Linked DNA regions of Drosophila melanogaster: region 2 is linked to region 1. The links are chromatin contacts, called in public HiChIP or PLAC-seq maps. All regions are on one chromosome and are shown on one strand. Each heading gives the region's core, a stretch centred on a gene start, on an enhancer-like site or on the middle of the called end of the contact. The rest is flanking DNA. Distances are from core to core; before and after follow the strand shown. Region 1 holds the start of CG43125. Region 2 holds the start of fkh (fork head).

Region 1 (4,180 bases), core at 485-2,984:
TGAACTCAATATTTTCAATATGATGGCAATCGGGTTTTGAGTTTGATGCTTTCGTCATTGACCGTCGATGGTTTCCATGGATTCATCTTAGGTCGCCCATCTTAAACCATTGTTGTTGCTTTTGGTTGTTTCTGCCACTGCCGTTTCGCAGAAAAGTTTCGAATTTATGATCCGTCACTGACTTTAGAATTATGGCCAATGCTTACTGGCAGGTGGTTTGCCAGGGAAACTGGGAAAGGGGAGCGGTAGGGGAGAATGGGCAGGATATCGAAGGGACGACACATATGCTGGACCCTGACTGAAATTGAAATTAAAGTCATAATTCATAGCGGACGCGCTGCCTTCAGCGTTCAATTTTGATTCTTGTATGAGACACACGAAGAGAATTCTCCACCGAGTATATACGATAGGGAGTGCATGTGAAAAGTGTAAGCTGATAAGACTTCAGCGAATCAAAAATATGTATACAAATTTAATTACCACAAACACACAAAATGACTAAGCTCCTGCTAAGATTCGTGATAAGCGTCGTTTTAAACACCATATAAAAATAGTACTCAGCTTGCGATTTCAAAATCAGTTGGCAGGCAGTTGAATTGCCGCATGGAACGATGAACACAGCAAGATGGATAGTACTGTGTATCGTTTTGATGTTTTACCAGGGATCTGCCCAGACTCTGGAGGAGGATTGCGTAGACCACATGGAGCGGATTAATGGATCAAGCTATGCTCCCTGGCTGGCTGAAATTCTATCGGATTCTAAAGTAATTTGCGCTGGAGCACTCATAAATAATCGTTAGTATAACACGCGATATGCTTCATCAGACACAAAATAATCAATATATTGTTTCTCAGTTTATGTTCTAACAGCTGCGAGTTGTTTTAAAGAGAATGAAAAACTGTAAGTCCTGTTAAGTTAAAAAAACACCAGAAAAAATATTATCTGCCTTTTTTAAATAGAACTGTTCGCTTGGGCAGTGGCTATTTTGATAAAAGCTACGAAAATTTCCGAGTAACAAAGGCTTACTTTTGGATGACACATTTCCCGGCCAACAATACGAATAATTTGTGTATCTTTCGGTTGCAAACGGAAGTGGAATTTAAGACCCACATTCGACCGATGTGTATCACAAAAAGTCCTAAAAGCCTTGGATTGGCGACCACTTTTGAAATTATCAATGAAAAGCCCAAAATGTGGTACTTTTGTAAAAACATAAAAGGTTTATTCTGTAAATATGTTTTCGGAGAAAATGAAGAAAAATGGCAGTCCAAACCCACTGGAAGTCCTTGGACTGAAACAATCTCAAACGGTCCTTTCAAGGGACTTGTACGATATGGAATCCTGAGCTATCGTGATAACAAAACCTATGATGAGGTTTATATAAATGTTATGTCTCATATTAACTGGATAGCTCAAATCTCGTTAGAGATTGATATAAGTACTCCAGTCAAGAAAAAAGAATATTAAATATTTAATGGAACAGTACTGAGCATTTTTAATTGGTTCCTATTCAACCTAAGCTCGCTATGAAACGGAAATATGAAATAAGAAATTCTCTTTAAGTACTGTCTCATATTTATGCATAAATTATTTGTTGTAGATTTAATCTTTCAGTTAATTAAACGTTCTGATCGCTCATAAGAACAAACATAAAAGCGAAATGGGTAGCGCCAGCTCAATTGAAGATTGCTTTTAATCGCTATTATTTGGAAGTATATTTTAGTTTAAGACAATGAGTGCGACACTCCGGTTGGCGGTATTTGCTCTGCTGCTGTTTTACCAGGGATCAGCATTATTTTTAGAGCAGAATTGCGGGAAAAGTTCTGTATTTAGTCCCGCTCCATGGCTGGTCAAAATTCGACCAGAACTAAGTTCGAATATTACGTGTACTGGCACGCTTATCAACGAACGTAGGTGTTAAAATACAATTTTATTAAAATTTTTTTAACAACGTTGCTGATTTTATAGGGTTTGTCTTGACCGCTGCGAGCTGCATAGATTACCAAACTGAACTGTATGTAATAATAGAACAAACACTATACTGTATTCATTATTTGCCCTTCACAGCATCGTTCGCTTGGGAGAGATTGACGGAACCCTTCAAAACAGCAGTAAACTTCAGTATGAAGAAATATATGTTGCGAGGGCGCTCATACATAGGTCATATTCCTCAGAGAGCCATCAGTATAATATAGCTTTGCTCAGATTGAAAACAAGTGTTGTATACAAAAAAAATATACAGCCGATATGCATTGATGTAAACGTGGGTAAAGTACCAAAAGCTCCTACCTTTGAGATTGAAAAGAAAAAAAATGAAGAGCCTAAAAAGAACAAAGCTGGCATCATGAAACGTTTTTTAAATTGGTTTCTCTCCCTGTTTGGAGTTCGTGAACCACGACCCGATGTCATTTTACCCCCCCAACCCATTGCAGTTGGGTGGCCACTCACCAAACAAATTAACGAGTCTGCACTATTTCACCAATATGGCATTCTGAGCCATCGTAATTCCGAGTCAAAGAAGGACGTCTATACCGATGTGATGGCCTACGTCAATTGGATAACACCGCTCGCACTTGATGTGCATATAACCATGGCCCCAAATACAGATTTTGATTTTTAAATTTAAAATACAAAATAGTTAACTTTTACTTCTGTGTAATGTTCAGTTCTAATATTGCTATTGGCCGCTGTCACTTTACTTCTTCATTGTATTTAATATGCTTCTATGAGCTCTGACCATTGGTGGAGATGGCTAGTCTCGCCCCCAGACTGGCCCCGAACCAACTCCACCAGGATATTCCCATGTGGTAAGGTCCTTTTTTCTATTTCTTGTCTGTCCAGGAATCAGCTAGTATGTGTGCTATAAAATCACCATCATACTCATCTCTGAATGTTGACAGTTTTTGCATTCCTCTGGGAATGGTTGCTTGGATTTGGGTTGTTACTAAGGCTTATGAGTTATCAGCCCATCCCCTAATCATATGTGTTTCCTTGACCTTTACTTGCCATTTATATGGTTTACTATGAATAGTTAAATAGGTCCAACTTTAAGTAAGATTAGTAGTGAATATAAATTAGAACGACTGATAAGGTTTTTGAATTTTAATATATTTATTTATTTAATATGTCGAAAGCTATTTACCTATAAACTCAAACTATTAAGACATTTGATTGCAAATCGATGGATTTTAATTCAACGTTTATTAAATTTCCACTATATCGTTGACCGCAGATGATTCTAAAAGTGTTAAAATGTTACCGCTGAAAACTCAATTTATTTTATCACACATCCCCACATACTATAGTCCTTTTTCGAAATTCAAAAATCGTTGCTCCATACACGGCCATCGACATTTTATCCAATTACAAATAGCCCTTTGACTTTAAAATAAAAAATATCGTTATGGAATTGGGGCAAATAAGCTGAACATGAGACACATAAATTGCCTGGAGGTCCTAAATCTGCATTCCAATTTGGGGACCTTTGCGCCCTCGTGTATGTCACATTGTTTTTTAAATATTGGCACAAAATCAAATTATCTGCTATTTGTCAATAAATTACTACGGACAAAGGCGCAACTTTATTAAAATTCACCACAAAACGTTGCAGTTTCCGGTTTCAATTACGCCATAAATTTTCGGTTCTACACACCCGCACTTGGGGGCGGTCGGTCATTCGATGACATAGAGCCCATATTGAAATTTAAAGCCCCGCTGGCAACCTGTCGCAATTTACAACCCCTGTCCTTCCCGAATCGACTCAGTCATCCCTTCTCCGGTGGACCAGTCCAATGCCCAAGCTCCAACCGTTTCACAAAACACGAAATATGAGCCAATATAAAAGCAATAAAGCACGACATGCAAATAGAGCAATATGAAATCTGCCTAAACTGAGAGTAAGCCCTTGGAACAGTGAAGCCACAACACAGAAACAAATATTTAAAAAAAAGAACTCCTAAGCTAGAACATTTTTAAGTAATTAAGAAGATGCATGCTTGCATTAGATGTGCCATATACTTACCTTTCTTCTTACAAAGTATTAGTATCTTTAAGATGAAAGTGCAATACTAATATAGAACTTAACCCCTTTTCGTAGTGCACTCACGGCCTGCTTGTCTGGCTTTATGAATTATTGTAATGGCCGCCAAATGAAATTATAAATTTCATTGGCCAAGAAAC
Region 2 (4,180 bases), core at 572-3,071, 320 kb before region 1:
AATATTTAAGCACATTACGGTTATTAGAAGTGCACATAAGGATTTGAGTACATATGTGCTCAGTCACCGAAAGTGTTTGATGTTTAATGATCATCACGATGGGATATAGATATCCGAGTGGCAAGCCAAACAATGTTAAACAGGTTAAATATTATGAATACCATTGTTGAGCGAAAGATTTTTTCCTGATTCAGTTTCGCTTATCTCTCAATCTTATCTAACCCATGGTTATTGTAAACAATTATTCAAACAATTTGAAGATAATCTTGAATATGATAAAAATATTACTCAGTAGTGCTTTTGTGAAGGGGAAACGGCTCTATATGACATAAGTCATTAGTCATTATAATTACTCGGAAATGGGGCGATCATAAAAATGTGATTTCTCCCACAAGCGAAATGTTTCATTACATTTCATTGATAATTTCAAAAATTCAATGTCTCAGCGCCTAGATGAAGGCTACAAAAAAGTGAGAGGAGAAAGAACTGCTGCATTGACAAATGGAAAAGTAATGCGGAAATTCCCCGCTTTTCCTCCCGCTCAGGTAGATCTTAATTGAGCAAAACATTCATTGAGAAACGAGACAATCGTCCTTTTATGACACGCAATAATGAGCCTGGCTCACACACATACACTCTCACGGATTGGCACACACTCGCACACGGACACACACACACAGGCACTCGCAGATACACTTGGCCAAGCGAAAGGGTTAAGCGGAATAGGAAAGGCGTCTATGGTTTATGGCCCGAAATTAGAATGCGTTTTATCCGGGACCATAAACGTGGATAAATTGCCAGGATACCAGGAAGTAGCTGCCAGCACGCGCTATCAATGAACTGTGGATGCTTATGTTTCGGGTATCTTAGGTAGGATGCAGTGGGATGCTCGGATGAGATGCGGCTGATGCTGGCCAGATGCAGAACTGGGTCACTTTCGCAATGACTTGCCAAAAAGGTGAACTGCGCCGCTGTTCTGATGATTTGCTGCTGCCGCTCGCGATGCCTCGCCACGAATGCGAATGGGAATGAATGAGAGTGACATTGGCATACCTTAACCTCAAAAGGGAAAAAGCGGTACGGATACGAAAAAAAACTGGCTGAAAAAACACACACAGATATTATTAAATGTCTTGTTTGGGAGCCAAACCCAGCCAAGCCAAGCCAGGCCAGGCCAGGCCAAAACACTCGGTCTTTTTGTTTCTCTCGAAAAACAGAGCGTCGTCGCATTCTCAGTCTCCCCAGAGATTCGGTCTCCAGAACCCGTCTTAATGGTTTTTTTTCCACATTTTTTCTTTTTATTTTCTGATAGCACGCTACGGCGAGAAGGAGAGCGAGCGATTATTGATCGCATTAGGGAAAATCGTTAACTGTAACATGGCGTCGCTCAGCATTAGGCTAGGCCACTGCGAATGTATCTGCAGCTGTATGCGTATCCGGTATCTCTGCCCGTGTATCTCTGTCCGCACCGCTGAGGGTGTGTGAGTGGAGGGCGTTGCTGACTGCGGCCTGGCCACGCCCCCCCAATGGCCAGTTGCCTGGCAACCGGCCCTGCTCTGTTGATACAAGAGGCCAACCGACCAATGCGCTTGCGCCGCAGCACCACTGTGTACGTAAGAGAACCGCCGCCTGTCATTGGTAACTCCGCCAGGGTGGTGGTGAGACGCACTATACCGCCGGGCCATTGGCGAGAACGAGTCGGAGCTGGTGCTGCCCGGGCGCGTCGCTGCTGCCGCTGCCGCCGCTGTCGACGCCGACGTCGGCCGAGGCACTTGAGCGCGGCTCGAACAATATTTGTTGGCAGCAAGCGCAAGCCAAATAGTAGACAAGCGTTCCCCTCTGCAAACAGTCACATTCAAGAGCTCAAGCCAAAGAGACACTCGAGCGGACCAGCAGCTAAAGCGGCAACGGCAACAGCAGCATCAGCCAAAGCAGCAAAAGCAAAAGCAGCAGCAGCAAAAGCAGCAGCACAGCACAGCACAACTCCCAGCTTCAGACTTCAGTGGCCAACAGCCAGCTAGATATTCACGTTCGTGCGTCGGTGTTTTGTGGCCGCTCGGTGCGGCAGACAACAAAAATCCCCATACAAAAATACAAAGAAAATACAAAAAGAATCGAATCATAACAGAAAATAAATATATATTTTATATGATTATCCCGCACAAATAATTAAACCACGGTGTGTGTTTACAAACAAAGCTTAGAATCAGAATCAGAATCGCAAACGGAATCAGAACCTTCCAGCCAACAAGTGACAAGTGCCGAAGTGCTCTCGATAAAATGCCAGATATATGCAAACCGATTGAAGCAGTGATAGTGCACTGAAATCACAGTTGATATACAATATATCAGAGTAAAGCCACGTTTTAAAGACCTCCTTTTTGATTTTCGTTTTAACTAACGCGTTGCAGAACGCGTTGCCTTTTCCATCGATCCACCAGAGGGCAGCGCCTCCGAAAGCCGGCAACATAACGGCGCAACTATTGAACAGCTTTCTGAAGGGTAGCCCCCACCAGACCACCATTGACATCATGCAGAAGCTCTACGCGGAGCCGCCTCCGAGCAGTGCTCCGGTGAGCATGGCCAGCTCGGGTGGCGGTGGTCCTCCGTCGGGCGGCGGTGGAGGCGGCGGCGGAGGAGGAGGCGGTGGGCCCCCACCGCCCAGCAATAACAACCCGAATCCGACGAGCAACGGCGGCAGCATGAGTCCCCTGGCTCGATCCGCCTACACAATGAACAGCATGGGCCTGCCGGTGGGTGGCATGTCATCGGTTTCCCCTCAGGCGGCGGCCACATTCAGCTCCAGCGTCCTGGACTCGGCGGCGGCGGTCGCCAGCATGAGCGCCAGCATGAGTGCCAGTATGAGCGCCAGCATGAATGCCAGCATGAACGGCAGCATGGGTGCGGCGGCCATGAACTCAATGGGCGGCAACTGCATGACCCCCAGCTCGATGAGCTACGCCAGCATGGGATCACCGCTCGGGAACATGGGTGGCTGCATGGCCATGTCGGCAGCGAGTATGTCGGCGGCGGGATTGAGCGGCACCTATGGCGCCATGCCGCCGGGATCCCGGGAAATGGAGACGGGATCGCCGAATTCCCTAGGCAGATCGCGGGTGGACAAACCAACTACGTACAGAAGGAGCTACACGCATGCCAAGCCGCCATACAGCTACATCTCACTGATCACCATGGCCATTCAGAATAACCCCACCAGAATGTTGACGCTCTCGGAGATCTATCAGTTCATCATGGATCTGTTTCCGTTCTACAGGCAGAATCAGCAGCGCTGGCAGAACTCCATTCGACATTCGCTGAGCTTCAACGATTGCTTCGTAAAGATTCCCAGGACGCCGGACAAGCCAGGAAAGGGATCGTTTTGGACTCTGCATCCGGATTCGGGGAATATGTTCGAGAACGGGTGCTATTTGCGGCGACAGAAGCGTTTCAAGGACGAGAAGAAGGAGGCCATTAGGCAGCTGCACAAGAGTCCGTCGCACAGCAGCCTGGAGGCCACCAGTCCGGGCAAGAAGGATCACGAGGACTCGCACCACATGCACCACCACCACCACAGCCGGCTGGACCATCATCAGCACCACAAGGAGGCGGGCGGAGCATCGATCGCCGGCGTAAATGTCCTGAGTGCAGCGCACAGCAAGGACGCGGAGGCCCTGGCCATGTTGCATGCCAATGCCGAACTGTGCCTCAGCCAGCAGCCGCAGCATGTGCCCACACATCACCACCATCAGCACCACCAGTTGCAGCAGGAGGAGCTGTCGGCGATGATGGCCAATCGGTGCCATCCGTCGCTGATCACCGACTACCACTCGTCGATGCATCCGCTGAAGCAGGAGCCCTCTGGCTACACGCCCTCCAGCCATCCGTTCTCCATCAACCGCCTGCTGCCCACGGAGTCCAAGGCGGACATCAAGATGTACGACATGAGCCAGTACGCCGGCTACAACGCCCTCAGTCCGCTGACCAACTCACACGCTGCCTTAGGCCAGGACTCCTACTACCAGAGTCTTGGCTACCATGCGCCCGCCGGAACCACGAGCTTGTGACATCACCAATACCCGCTGGCTTAAGGACGCGCGGAGCAGATGCTGCGCTCGCAGCAGCAACAGCACTTGCAGCAGCAGCACCAGCAACACCAGCAGCAACAGCAGCAGCACCAGCT

The links. HiChIP or PLAC-seq counts read pairs in DNA pulled down with a chosen protein or histone mark.
Region 2: a contact with region 1 is called in an H3K27ac HiChIP or PLAC-seq map of the Kc167 cell line, with 4 times the contacts expected there. The contact joins the promoter of fkh here to the promoter of CG43125 in region 1. A contact is called at or near these places in 1 of 107 Hi-C or Micro-C datasets (the S2 cell line) and 1 of 6 datasets of contacts at active chromatin or transcription factors (the Kc167 cell line).

The regions. Positions count from the first base shown.
Region 1 is chr3R:28,261,176-28,265,355 of dm6, reverse strand. It overlaps CG43125, which reads left to right and starts at 1,734. Exons shown (of 3, transcript NM_001260415.1): 1 at 1,734-1,911; 2 at 1,970-2,015; 3 at 2,069-2,621. The coding sequence starts at 1,734. The coding sequence ends at 2,621. It overlaps CG43124, which reads left to right and starts at 583. Exons shown (of 3, transcript NM_001260416.2): 1 at 583-795; 2 at 856-901; 3 at 961-1,485. The coding sequence starts at 612. The coding sequence ends at 1,468.
Region 2 is chr3R:28,582,905-28,587,084 of dm6, reverse strand. fkh (fork head) reads left to right here and starts at 1,821. Exons shown (of 1, transcript NM_001300645.1): 1 at 1,821-4,180. The coding sequence starts at 2,532. The coding sequence ends at 4,064. lncRNA:CR43126 (long non-coding RNA:CR43126) reads right to left here and starts at 1,037. Exons shown (of 1, transcript NR_048504.2): 1 at 1-1,037.